3 separate regions of the Mus musculus genome follow, and regions 1 and 2 are each linked to region 3. A link is a contact called in public HiChIP or PLAC-seq and promoter capture Hi-C data. All regions are on one chromosome and are shown on one strand. The core of a region is the stretch at or near the end of the contact, and the rest is flanking DNA. Distances in the headings are between cores, read along the strand shown.

Region 1 (4,905 bases), core at 1,319-3,818, 580 kb after region 3:
AGTGAGAGGTGGAGCTTAGTCGTTTCTTTTGAAAGTTTAGCATTGCACTTCTGTGCTGCACACCTAAGGTGAGAATACACCACACGTACAAGTGACACATACATGCAATTATAGAATTAATGAAAAGCCCTTTGCAGAGGGAGTGCTGGGAACAGGGCCTGTCATTGTGAGCTGGTATGAGGAAGTGGGTTATTCACTTCCTAACTGCTCCCAGTTTCTTCATTCTTCTCTTCCTGTTCCTGGGTCTAATCCCAGGCATTAACAGATTTCACACAACGCAGCCCTTGACTTAAGCTACTTCATCCGGTGACACCTATAGAGAGAATGCCAGGCCTCAGTGTTGGCAGAAAAATTCTAGATTTACCAAAAGATGTCTAGACACTGTACTGCATGGGCAGTTTAAGGGATTTCAAGGGGACTCATGCACAGGTCACATACACAAAAATACAGTACAAATCTTAAAAGGTTGAGAATTTTTTAAAAAGATTTATTTGTTTTATGTATATGAGTACACTGTAGTTCTCTTCACACACACCAGAAGAAGGCATCAGACCACATTACACATTACAGGTGGTTGTGAGCCACCATGTGGTTGCTGGGAATTGAACTCAGGACCTCTGGAAGAGCAGTCAGTGCTCTTAACCGCTGAGCCATCTCTCCAGCCCAAAGTTGAGAATTTTTGCAATTTGGGTGACACTAAAGAATATCCCTGGGGGCTGGTGAAATGGCTCAGTGGGTAAGAGCACCCGACTGCTCTTCCGAAGGTCCGAAGTTCAAATCCCAGCAACCACATGGTGGCTCACAACCATCTGTAACATGATCTGACGCCCTCTTCTGGAGTGTCTGAAGACAGCTACAGTGTACTTACATATAATAAATAAATCTTTAAAAAAAAAAAAAAAAGAATATCCCTAAGAGTCTTCTCTTCCCAACAAGAAGTTTTTTGTTGACTAAAGTCTCCTGTCAACTATATTAAGATGTATGGTCATAATATTAGAAGTAACTGTGTAGGTTTTTGTAAGGTTTTGTTGATAGAGGGAGAAAGATCTTCCTTAAGGGAACTGACATGGGGTTATAGTGTAAGAAGAAGCACATTAGGAGCTATGGATATTGCTTTGTGGTAAGACACTTATCTCATGTGCCAAGGATTTGTTCAACCTCCAATACTAATAAAAAAGAAAGGAAAGAAAGAGTGTGTCTCATTTAATGGCTATTGGGAAGGTAGCCCAAGTAAAATAATTCTACTACTAATAATTAGCATATATGGACCATTAATACTTTATTTTTTTGTTTTTCAAGACAGGTTTCTCTGTGTATCCCTGGCTGTCCTGGAACTCACTTTGTAGACCAGAGGTTGGGGAGACGTGTGCATGTGTATGTGTGTTTTGTCCAGGAGTAGTTTTCTCCCTCTATTTTGAGGATCCTGGGGAAGAGACTCAGGTCAGCAGGCTTGGTGGCACAGTGCCTTTACCCACTGAACTATCTCACTAGCCCTCAGTCTTTTAGTTATGGTACAGATTTGTCTTAGTTTGCTTTACATTGCTGTGATAACACAGCATGACCAAAAACAACTTGTAAAGTAAATAATTTATTTGGATTACAGGTTATAGTATGTCGTCATCAGGTGAAGCCAAGCCAGGAAATGGAGCAGAAATCACGAAGGAATGTTACTTACTGGCTTGCTTTCCATGGCTTGCTCAGCTTGCTTTTCTATACAATCCAGAACCTGCTGCCCAGGGGTGGTACCTCCCACAGTGGGCTGGGCCATTCTACAGCATCAACCAAGAAAATGCCCCCACAGATTGCCCGTGGGCCAATCTGATGGAAGCAATTCTCAACTGAGGCTTCCTTTTCCCAGATGACTCCAGCGAGTGTCAAGTGCGCGCGCACGCGCACACCAGCACAAGGGTCATTTTCCAGTATGCCGCCCCACAACCCTATTCTGTCATTCGTTTCCGCAATGGAAGTATCCCACTGCCAATTCCAAACCACTCCAAGAGTTTAACCAGAGAAATGGAAGAAGCCGCACTAGCTGGAAAATGAATAGAGTCTTAAAATCAACCATAATCCGAATTCTCTAGTCACGGGGCTCCCTCTAGGTTTATCCTGTCAAAGAGGACAGCTCGGCCCAAACTCAGCAGGGCGTAACAACCTCGGAAACACAGAGCCTAGAGAAGACGTGTTCGGTCCCCAGGCTGAAAAACCCATCCCCACCTTTACCACCATCCAGACTTCCGCTCAGCATAAGAACCGCCACCTTTCCAGCCTAGCAGGGGAGATTCGACCCTGGCCTAGAGCTGCCCCTTCCACCGCAGCTTCCTCCCGAGGGGGTGGAGCGCTCACCTGCTCGATGGCGAGTTGCACCTCTGGCGTGAGCTGCAGCACAGCCTCCAGCTCCTCCACAAACTCCAGTTCCTCCTCCTCCATCATCCCGCCGCTCAGCCCCCGACGCCCTCTCCAATCCTGCTCGCGACCTGTCTGTCACCAGGACCCCAGAAGAGCAAGCCTCCAGGTACGGGGCTCGAGGGAGCCGCTACTTACTCGGCTAGCCTGGCACTTCCGGAGAACTGGGCACTTCCGGGAACCGGGGGACTCTGGGATAGCGGAGGACTGACTTCCGCAGGCATGGCTGTCAAGTCCCTGGAAAATCTCCAGACAACCCTTAACCTCAAGTTCCCTGTTCGCACGCGGCGGGTTCTTAAGATTGAAAGCCCTCTCTTCTTCGCCCAGGGCGCATCCCCCACCAGCGCCGTAGTGTCGCCCGGGCGCCCCAGAGAGCGGTAGCCACGGCAGTGTCCCAATGGATGGGCAATAAGCCCCGCTGGCCATGAAGCCAACGTGCAACCCGCTCGCTGGATCCCCTTGGTCTAGGGCAGTCTGTGTCCCCCTGCCATCGGGAGTGAAATGACCCCAGCTGGTAAGTGGCAGTGTTGCCAAAGACATTTGAGGTTTGGGAGAGCTTCTGCTCCTTAGATAAGGATCTACTGGGCAGAATTGTCTGAAGCCTCCTCGCTAGGGTGGGGAGTAAGGAGAAAAGCGACCCAACGCTGGGAAGTGTTTGGTTTTTGAGACCGAATGTCCGGGCTGTACATCCTTATTTACACCCTTGATAACCTTATGATCTTGAACAAAGTATTCCCATCTGCCCTGCTTACACTACGTTAGATGGGGTGACATTAAATATGGAAGTATTATGCAAACTTAGGCAGGTAGTACAGGAAATGTTAGGGTGTTTAGCCGCGTACATTACAAAAAGAGGAGCCAGATAGCCCTGTGGAACCGCTTTTCCAGCAGGCACTGGAACAATGATGGAATTGCAGCCAAGGGAAGGGTTGCCTTACCAGTTCAACATTGTGAAAACCTCGACAGAGGAGTATCTGGCCCTGCTGAACTTTTTTTTTTTTTTCCGTACATATAGTTTTATAAAAATTGCTTCAGGAATAATATAATTTGCTTTTTTTTTTTTAGTTTTTAAAAAACATTATAGTTTTAGGAATGGAATTTTATTGTTGTTTTAGTTTGCCCCCCAAAAATGTGTGAGTAGTATAAGTTTTAGCAACAGCAACAAAAGAATGCTTTAAAATATAATTGCAGGAGGACTGTGAGAGACATCAAGATGGCTCAGCCAGTAGAGCATTTGCCCTCAAGCCTGATGCTTGAATTCATCCATCGAACCCACATGTTGATAAGAGAGTTCTAACTTCCACAAGTTACCCTCTAACCTCCACACATATATTATTGACTCATAAAAGTATTATTTTGACAATTATTTAATGACATAGCGATATATGCACAGTGTATTTCAGAAAGCAGAATATTTATTTCTGAGAGCAAAATTGGCTGGGTGTGATGGTACAAGCCTATAATCCCAACACTTGGAAGGTGAAGAGTAGGTGGATAAGGAAAATGTACTGTCTCAACCAAAAGCAAATGACAGGGAAATATATTTTTTCTTTATTTTCCCACACATCTACAATCAACATATGGTACTTTTTTTTGTGTTTGTTTGTTTGTTTGTTTGTTTTTCAAGACAGGGTTTCTCTGTGTAGCCTTGGCTGTCCTGGAACTCACTCTGTAGACCAGGCTGGCCTCGAACTCAGAAATCTGCCTGCCTCTGCCTCCCAAGTGCTGGGACTAAAGGCATGCGCCACCACTGCCCAGCTTTTTTTTTTTTTTTTCTCCATATGGTACTTTTATTATCAGAAACCATAGGTGCTGTCTGGATGTGGTGGCACATGCCTATAAATACCAGGATTCTGGGACCTGAAGCAGAAAGATGGAGAGTTTGAGGCTAGCTGGACTATGTAATGAAATTCTGTCTTAAAAATCAAAAAACAAAGGCTGGCAAGATAGCTGAGCCATTAAAGATGCTTGTTGTTCTTCCAGAGGATCCAGGACTTAAGTTCAGTTTCCAGCACCTTCATTGAGCAGCTGGCCACCGTGGAACTCCAGCTCCAAGGCATCAGACATCCCCTCCAGGAACACCCACACACAAGATGCACATATACATAATTTAAAAATAAAGGGGACAGAGAGATGGCTCAGCAGTTAAGAGCACTGGCTGATCTCCCGGACGACCTGGATTCAATTCCCAGCACCCACATGGTGGCTTACATCAGTCTGTAACTCCAGTTCCAAGGGAGCCAGCACCCTTTTATAGCTTCCTTGGACACCAGGCATGCACACGGTCTACACATATACATACAGGCAAAACACCCATACACGAAGAATTAAGAGATAAAAATAAGGTAAAGCTGAAAGGTGAAAGCGGGGTAGAGTGAGAGGAGAGAGAGAGAGAGAGAGAGAGAGAGAGAGAGAGGAAAGCATGTGTATCATTCTTGAAGGAACAGGAATGTGCAGTTTTATCGTGCCTTATTTTTCTATTTTAAATTAGATAGAATTTGC
Region 2 (4,565 bases), core at 1,707-4,206, 670 kb before region 3:
ATTACAAGTTCAAAGTTATCCTTGGTTACATAATGACTTCAAAACCAGTCTGGATACAACAGACTTTTAAGCTCAACAAAAGAAAACAAAATGAAACCAGGTCTTCAACTGGATATGTAACCAAGGATACCCTTGAATTTCTAATTCTTCCCCTTGTACTTTGCAAGGGCTGGGATTACAGGCTTCTGCCACCATAACGACCCAGTGTATGTGGTGCTGGGGACCCTTTTTTTTTTTTTTTTTTTTTTTTGGAGAAAGGGTCTCATGCAATCCAGATTGGCTTGGAACATAGCCAAGGATGACCTTAACCTCTCAATTCTTGATTTTCTTGCTTCATTTCCCAAGTGTTGCCTGCACTCCTTGTATGTACAGCAAGGCTAACTGGGAACTCTTGTATCTTCTTGCCTTAGCATCCAGAGTCATGGGGTTAGGGATGTTTGATACCATACCCAGCTTCAAGTTAGGGTTTAAAAAAAAAAATCCGGGGGCTGGAGAGATGGCTTAGCGGGTAAGAGCACTGATTGCTCTTCCCAAGGTCCTGAGTTCAAATCCCAGCAACCACATGGTGGCTCACAACCATCCACAATGAGATCTGACGCCCTCTTCTGGTGTGTCTGAAGACAGATACAGTGTACTTATGTATAATAATAAATAAATCTTTAAAAAAATGTAAAAAATCCTATTGTTGGGCTGGAGAGATGGCTCAGCAGTTAAGAGCACTGACTGCTCTTCCAGAGGTCCTGAGTTCAATTCCCAGCAATCACAAGGTGGCTCACAACCATCTGTAATGGGATCTGATGCCCTCTTCTTGTGTGTCTGAAGACAGCAACAGTGTACTATACATTAATGTACAGTGTATATACATTAAATGAACAAATAAATTTTAAAAAACCCTGTTGTTAGTGTTTTTTAGACAGGTGTTACTATATAGCTCTAGTTGGCCTGGAACTCACTATGTAGACCAAACTGTCCTCTTGCCTGTGTATTTTTGGTGCTGGGCATGTGCTACCATGTCTGGCTTATGTTTTGGAGATAGAGTCTACATGTTCTTTGGTTTAGCTTTAAACTCAATGGACTCAATGGTGGAACACAGCCTTAAAGTTTGATCTTCCTCCCAAGTGCTAGAGTTACAGCATGTGCTATCATGCCAGGAGCACAAAGCAGGTTTTTTTTGTTTTGTTTTGTTTTTAAAGATTTATTTATTTACTGTATGTGGGTACACTGTAGCTGTAGGTTCTGAGCCTTCATGTGGTTGCTGGGAATTTTAGGACCTTTGGATCAACTCTGCTTGCTCTGGTAGGACCAGCTCTCTCTAGTCAACTCCTCTCACTCCAGACGCACCAGAAGAGGGCGCCAGATCTCATTACAGATGGTTGTGAGCCACGTGGTTTCTGGAATTTGAACTCAGGACCTTTGGTCCTGAGCAGGTCAGTGCTCTTACCCGCTGAGTCATCTTGCCAGCCCCAGCAAAGCAGTTTTTATATTTCCTATTCCTCTCAAATCTTTTGACAAAAACTGCCATTTGTTCTGGCCACTCTAATTAATTATACCCATTCATTTGAGCTGTTGACTATTTCTCAGTCATTGTCTTTCTCTCTCTCTCTCTCTCTCTTTTTTGGTTTTTCGAGACAGGGTTTTTCTGTATAGCCCTGGCTGTCCTGGAACTCACTTTGTAGACCAGGATGGCCTCGAACTCAGAAATCCGCCTGCCTCTGCCGGCCCCTCCTCCCCCAGTGCGGGATTAAAGGCGTGCGCCCGGCATTTTTCTCTTTTGATGGTGAAATATCTGTCACATAACAGGAACTGTATGAGTACTATCAAATATTTTATACTATGATCAAGGCATAACTGGTTATTACTTTTTGAGGTCTAAAGGGTCAATGACTGTGTGAGACAGGGAAGAAGGAAAGACTGGAGAAAGGCAGTCTTTGGATAGGAAGTTTCTCCACCCCACCGTTTCTAATAGGAGTTAATGGTCAATGAGCTTAAAGTACCCATCTTCTAGTCTAATTAACTTTTTGCTTCCTTTTTGGGGGACAAGGTCTTCTAATATGTTGCCTTGATTAGCCTCAAATGTGCTATGTTGCCCAGGCTTGAACTTGCAATGCTCCCACCACAGCCTTTGAAGTACCGTGAATATAAGAATGAGCTATTTTTACCAGCATCAGTAAAAATTTAAAGATGTAAAGATGGGAGAATTGACTTGAGTACTAAAAAAGTAATTTTAAAAAATTCTCAATGCTAACAGTAATTCCCAGATCGAATAATTTCCTTCTTTTTTTACCTCCACACAACGACCTCCAGCAAGTCTTAGGGATGAACTGTCATAGACTTTAGTACTCTGGTACAATCAAACGATACACGGAGCAATTTACTTCTTCCACTCTCTGAGATTCCGTTTACCAGTAATGGGGATAATAATAAAAGATATTTAAACTCCACAATCCAGGCCTACGGTAAGGAGACTTCGGCCTAAAATGATCGGAGGAGGCCGGGTTGTAGGATGTCTCCGTCAATCCGAGCCCCAGATCAAAAGCAGTGTCCTCGGTGGTCACCGCAGCAATACTGGCATCCCTAGACCCGAATGCCCACCTGACATGGGCGAGTCACACCTGGCTGCGCCTCACCTCGCCTCCAGAGCGCTGCGCCTCCACCTCCGAGCCTCGGCGGACCGTCCTAGCTTTACACCTCTGCGCACGCGCACACGCCGTCTCCGCGGCCGATTCGCCCGCTCCGGCAAGGCCCTAGTTGAACGTGCTGAATGCTTTTGCTCCCAGTGCGGCCACCGTCGTTTGGGGAGGGCAGGCAGGAGGGGGGCGGGGAAAAGGGTGGGAGTGGGTGAGCGCGCGCCGCCCGTCCGTCGTGGTTTCCTGGCTGCGCGCGGCGGTGGCCGAGTCGCCGCAGCTGTAGCAGCCGCCGCGAAGATGGCGGAGGGGTTGGAGCGTGTGCGGATCTCCGCATCGGAACTGCGAGGGATCCTGGCCACTCTGGCTCCGCAGGCCGGGAGCAGAGGTGAGTTGCGCCGCCCAGCTGCTGGGCCGGGCCTGCCCGCCCCGCCTCCCTCTCCTCTGCCTCCTCCCCGCCCCGTCCGCGGCGCTCCGAACCCCCGCCCCTTCCCCAACAGTGCGCCCGGGCCTGCGGCGGCCCCTGGGAGACAGCGAGGCTGTCGCTCCGCTCCCTCGGGCCCTCGGGGCAGAGCCCAAGCGCGAGTTTCAGCCTCCGCCCTCTTGCTCGGCGCGGCGCCGTGGTTGTTCTCCGGTGCCCTAACCCTCTCACGCCAGCGCCTGAGTTCCAGTCCGGAGGAGACACGAACTGGCTTGGGTGCTAGGGTCCGGTAGAGGCCCCGAGACGTATTGTTCCCAAAAGAATAGTCTGTGTATGTGTACCTTTCCGTAGTCCTCCGTTCCGCGTCGGAGAGGAGGAGCTGGGGAAATTGAGGAGAAAGGCTTAACAGGCTAGGACTTCCTTTGCTGAACTTACCCCCCCCCCCCACCCCCCAAGGCTGGTTTCTAGTGCTAGGCCACTGGAGGGATCCAGGACCTCAGAGAGCTGACTCGGTTTTGTTTTGGTCTTGGCGTGTGTGGGAGCAGTTGTGATCAGAGAGAATGCTTAATTTGCCAGTCTCCATTCGCATCAGAAAAGCGCGAGAAATATTTTGGTGTCTGGTCTCCTTCATTAGCCAGTGTTGCTTAGGATGACAGTTACAGAAGATACCTTCTCTAGGATTGTGGCTAGAATTTGTGAGGTTGGTTTTTATTGGCCAACTGAATTGGATTAACCAGGCTGTTTTCTCTCTCTCCTCTGGAAAATAGTAGTCACCACCTCTCCTGGCTCCGCCCCAAAACTAAGTTTAAAAGTTTACTCAGGGTGCTGAGGTTAAACGGCTTTATCTTGGTTCACATTTGGTGGAGAAGCTAAACTTTTGCCAAGGCAGCAGTATCTTTTATTTTGTGTTTGTTTTTCTTTTGAGACAAAGTCTCACCTTGTAGCCAATACTGGCCTTGAATTTACTGTGTAACCCAACCTGGCCTTGAGTTTGGATACTTTTCCTGACTGAAGCCTTCAGAGTGCTGGAATTATATGCATATGCCACCATACCCAACTTTCAAGTCAGAAACCTAAAATTTTAGTTTCGCCCCCACCCCATCCCCCAAACAAAAGTGGGTATAGATGCAGGTGTATAAATACTTGGCTACCAGCTTGTTTGCATTTGTATATACATTATAATTCTGTACTAGGATTTTATATAACTTGAGTACTGGATAATATTCTCACTAGTTCCTGTCACTTATGAACTGTTTAGTAGGTATTTTTAGTAGTCTCTCCACTGTAAGCAACAGATACTTACAAAAAAAAAGCTGTTTGCTACTCAGTGGAGCTTGGAGAGTGGTTTATAAAGTCCTCTCCTCCTCCTCCTCTTCCTCTTTTCCTTTGTTGAGACAGAGTCTCATATAGTCCAAGTAAGCTTCAAACTCTGTGGCCTTGAACTCTTGATCTTGCTGTCACTCCCCAAGTGCTGGGATTTGGAGGCATGGATTTGGCTGGGCTCTACTGTTCTTGAGTCC
Region 3 (4,454 bases), core at 238-2,737:
CAGGAGTTGGAGTCACAGGGAGTTGTGAGTTACCCAATGTTAAGGGCTTAGAATCAAACACAGGGTCAACCTCTAAAAGTCACCTAGGGCTCTTAACCACTGAAGCATCTCTCCAGCCTGTGGAAGCATTCTTTAGATGAGACAAGTCACCCCAAAGAGTGATGAGCATGCATTGGTCTCTGAGAGAATTGTCTGTATTGGGGTACTGTGTACTTGAAAGCTGTGGAGAAGCTGGGCGGTGGTAGCGCATGCCTTTAATCCCAGCACTTGGGAGGCAGAGGCAGGTGGATTTCTGAGTTCGAGGCCAGCCTGGTCTACAAAGTGAGTTCCAGGACAGCCAGGGAAACCCTACACAGAGAAACCCTGTCTCGAAAAACCAAAAAAAGAAAGAAAGAAAGGAAGGAAGGAAGGAAGGAAGGAAGGAAGAAAGAAAGAAAGGAACAAACGAACCTGTGGAGATCTGCGAGAGAGGGGGAGATGTGAGCTTGAACATGGTCTGATCTGGATACCAGTGGCAGAAGAATGATAAATCAAAGAGTTTGAGGCTAGCTTGGGCATACAGTAAGATACGTAATAAAATGCCTTATAACATTTTTGTGATATCTCATAATAAAATTAATTTAAAAAAGAGTAGCTCACACTTCTAATCCTGACACTTGGGAGGCTGAGGCAGGATTATCAAAGCTGAGCTACAAAGTCAGTCTCAGGACAGCCTGGGCTGCAGAGGGATAGCCTGTTTCAAAAGAAAAGATAAAGAGCCGGGCGTGGTGGCGCACGCCTTTAATCCCAGCACTTGGGAGGCAGAGGCAGGCTGATTTCTGAGTTCTAGGCCAGCCTGGTCTACAGAGTTAGTTCCAGGACAGCCAAGGCTACACAGAGAAACCCTGTCTTAAAAAAAAGAAAAAGAGAAAAAAGAAAAAGAAAAGAAAAGATAAAGAGCGGGGCGTGGTGGTGCTTCCCTTTACTCCCGGCACAGGGGTCTACACAAAGAAAAACAAACAGAAAAGAAAGAAGGGGAAAAAAAGATGTCCCTCAGGGATGTGGGATTGTCTTCGTGTAGGACTTCAGGTACGGTGGATCAGATGGAGTCTCTTGGTGGGCCAAAGGCTGAGAACTGTGAGAGTGCTGCAGAATGGGGGGCCCAGGATTGTCTGGGGGTATCCCTGTGCTGTCCTGGCTTCATGGTGGGTGCCACGGTTGGAAGAAAAGGGAAATGCCCACCTTGAGGACGCCCACAGCTGGCAGTTTAGCTTGTGGTGGCTCTGCAGCATGGCGGAAGTGGTGAGAGAGGGCAGGGTAGTCGGGGCCTGGGCCCAGCAGGAGGAGCCTGGGAAGTGTCGCTGGTCCAGATTCAGCTGTCTGTGACCTTCCTCAGCCTGGTCTCACTCGGCAAGACAGCACTGACAGGAAGGCAGCAGGGCTGCTGTGGGGAAGTCGCTCCATCGGTAGCTTGAACCTTAGTTCCGGATAGTCAGAAAATTCTAGAATGGGGGATTGAAGAGTAAAGAAGTAAGGAACAGCCCCCTCCTAGAGTCTCTGTCAATGACCCCTTTGTGACTCTTCAGTGGTTCCCATGAGAACAGTCCAGTGTCGTGTGACTGGCAGATTCATGTCCTATATCGGAGACCAGGACTTGAACCCTTGGAGCTTCTGATTTGGGGAGAAGAAAGGAAAGGAGAAGGCCCTAGATTTATAATCATCTTGATGCCTGAATCAATATTTGGGGGCAGAATTAGTTTGTTTGGCCAGAGTCTTTAGCCCTGGCTGTTTGACATGGGTGTGTCCACCAGTGTTCCTGGCCCACCTCCTGTGGACAGGGCAGGCTCAGGGCATCCTTCGTCTAATGCAACCTGACCTGACAGGGCTGTATGGGTGGGTCAACAGAGTACTGTTTTTCTTTCTTACTTTTGAGACAGAGTCTTACTATATATCCTTGGCTAGCCTGATACTCAGTATGTGGCGTGCAGTGGCCTTAAACTAATTCATGGTGGGCCTCTTGGCTTAGCCTCCTGTGTGCTGGGACTACAGCCACCTGGGTGGGTCACTTGTGCCAAACTGTATTGCTTTTTCTTCATGTATGTCATTCAGTGTTTCTGCTGCACATTTCATCTCCCTGGATTCCTACTCGATTGATTATCCAAGTGGTAGAGTCTCTTCTTTGTTTTACTGAGTGACATAGGCTATGGGACAAGGGGACAGCTCTCAAGGGCAAGGTGACATTGTTCTCAACCTAGGGAGGCTGGATCCAGGTCTCCCTGGGGCCCCTTATCTGATTTTGTGGTCTAACCCCCACCTTTACTGCCACCCAGTCTTGAATCTGGCAACCTTCCCAGGATGTAGAATGGTTGGTTGTTCCAAAGGGAACCTTCTGACGTGGTGTCCCTCACTTGGACTTTGTACAGATCTGTCTTCTTTACCTCTTTGGATTAACAAAACTGCCTTGCTTGTCTGATTGGGATTAAGGGATCAGAATATCAAGAGAGATTAAAGGGGAAGAGGCTAGCACACAGACTGATCCTCTTAGAGCCTGCCCTCTGATCTGCCCCTGAAGGGAATCCCTGAGGACCGTGGTCTTTGCTGGCCCCAGGGCCCCTCTCCAAGGAGCACTCCTAGCACGGCAGCTAATCCTGCCCACAGGCCCTCTCCCCAGCGTGCCCTTTAGGATTTGCTGAGTCAGTTGTTCAATGTCCTTATGACTCTTTTCCAAAGCAGAGGTCCTGCTGCTTCATGTGGAGGAAGCCCTGGCTCAGCCAAACCCTGACCCATTTGATATGGGTTTCAAGTGTGCCTTAGCAGGTGTTGAACTGGAAGGGCACAAGGGGCAGTGTGGCCACCCGTGAGGCACCAAAGCGGCAAGGGTATTGCTCGGGATTAGCAAGATCGAGGTAACTTGTCTTAGCCTCTCAAATGTTTCTCTTTGACAGGATTAACTGAGCCTTGATCACTTACCTTTCCTTGGCATTCTGTGCTGGGCTTTTGCTTTGGAAACTTGGTGAGCTGTACTAGTCCACTGCTCTACCCTGTAGATGTCTCCCAGAAGTTTTCTTGCAGTGCTTAGGGGCTGAGGTGGAGAAGGCGTCCAGGTGTGACAGCAGACCCAGAGCTCTGCATCCTGTTCTTAGAGCTGACAGCGCTGTGCCTTGGAGCTGATGCCAGAGCTACTTGATTTTAGATCTGAGAGAGAGAACACCCCTCGTCTCACCCCTGGGGTGTCAGGAGTTTCAGGGAGGATGTAGAAGGCAAGGGAAGCTTTATGTCCACCTCAGCTGGTTGGGTAATCGAGTTCTCGTCTAGTTTATCCTCGGCCTTCTTGGCCCTGGCTACTATGGGGAAGATGCATTTTGGAATAGATGTAATTTCCTGCTCTGCCACTGTTCGTTTTTCTCTGCACTGTTCATTTTCTTGCCTTCTGTGTGGTTTTTGAAACATGAACCCTGACTGTCCTAGAATTTGTTATGTTGACCAGACTGGCCTTGAACTCCCAGAGATCCATCTGCTCTGCCTCCTGAGTGCTGAGATTACAGGCCACCACACTCAGAGCCTTTGGCATGCGTTTCTTTCCCAGTTCATTTCTCTTGGAAATGGGGGTGGGATCAGAGCTAGGCCTGGACACTGTCTTTAAGTCATCGGTTCTACACCAAGCTGTCCTGAGAGGGTCAGAGGAGGCCAGTGACTTGATAGGGTGACATGTGACCCAAATAAAGGAAAACCAGACTTTTGCATCTAGCAACTGCCAAGGCAGAGGGGCACGCAGCCAGCACAGCCTGAGGAAGGGATCTGTAAGGCAGGGAGCAGGAGCCTGGCTTCAGCCCTCTGGGAATGGGGAAGTTCTGAAGAGGTCTTGTTTGAGAGGTTCTGAGGTCCCTGCAGGGTGAGGAAAAGCCACACAGGAGAGAAAGCAAGTGGACTGAGCTAAGTTTTTGCCTGAGGTTGTGGGATACATAGCACTGGAGAGCTTTCTTTGACAGGAAATTGAAGTCTTGGTTTCAGGTCATTTATGTGTTTATTTTTTGTTGTTGTTGCTTGTGGGTTTTGTTTTTTGTTTGCCATTCCCGTCCCCACCATATACACAGGGTTTCTCTGTATAGCTCTGGCTATCCTGCAACTCACTCTGTAGACCAGGATGGCCTCGAACTCAGAAATCCGCCTGCCTCTGTCTCCCAAGTGCTGAGATTAAAGGTCTGCACCACTACTGCCTGGCTTGTTTTGGTTTTTTTTTAACACAGGCTCTCACACTGTAGTCAAAGATAGCCTAGAACTCACTGTAGCTTAAGCTGCGTCATGCTCACAGCAATCCTCCTACCCCAGCATTCTGAGTGCTGCCGTTCCAGGTGTGAGATGCCATGCTTAGCTTTAGGGTCTTTGAGATAGATGGTTAGTAACTGAGATCCTGTTTAGGGGTCTGATACTAAAGCTGGGTCCAGGTCAGAGGAGACCCTGGACTATGCAATCTT

The links. HiChIP or PLAC-seq counts read pairs in DNA pulled down with a chosen protein or histone mark. Capture Hi-C pulls out chosen DNA fragments and counts their contacts.
Region 1: a promoter capture Hi-C map of liver shows a contact between it and region 3, with 2.5 times the contacts expected there. The contact joins the promoter of Vps53 here to the promoter of 4931413K12Rik in region 3. A contact is called at or near these places in 4 of 39 promoter capture datasets (hippocampal neurons, maxillary cranial neural crest, pre-B cells and 1 more) and 3 of 9 other capture datasets (adipose tissue, liver and pancreatic islet).
Region 2: a FOXA1 HiChIP or PLAC-seq map of pancreatic cancer cells shows a contact between it and region 3. The contact joins the promoter of Srr here to the promoter of 4931413K12Rik in region 3. A contact is called at or near these places in 3 of 39 promoter capture datasets (hippocampal neurons, liver and pre-B cells), 1 of 484 Hi-C or Micro-C datasets (embryonic stem cells) and 4 of 115 datasets of contacts at active chromatin or transcription factors (extraembryonic endoderm stem cells, forebrain, memory CD8 T cells and 1 more).

The regions. Positions count from the first base shown.
Region 1 is chr11:76,177,070-76,181,974 of GRCm38.p6, forward strand. It overlaps Vps53 (VPS53 GARP complex subunit), which reads right to left and starts at 2,569. Exons shown (of 22, transcript NM_026664.4): 1 at 2,344-2,569. The coding sequence starts at 2,430. It also overlaps a transcript of Tlcd3a not described here.
Region 2 is chr11:74,922,992-74,927,556 of GRCm38.p6, forward strand. Srr (serine racemase) reads right to left here and starts at 2,957. Exons shown (of 9, transcript NM_013761.5): 1 at 2,628-2,957. Smg6 (Smg-6 homolog, nonsense mediated mRNA decay factor (C. elegans)) reads left to right here and starts at 2,863. Exons shown (of 19, transcript NM_001002764.2): 1 at 2,863-3,012. The coding sequence starts at 2,925.
Region 3 is chr11:75,593,313-75,597,766 of GRCm38.p6, forward strand. 4931413K12Rik (RIKEN cDNA 4931413K12 gene) reads right to left here and starts at 1,488. Exons shown (of 2, transcript NR_166698.1): 1 at 1,222-1,488. The region is part of intron 2 of Pitpna (phosphatidylinositol transfer protein, alpha); the gene reads left to right.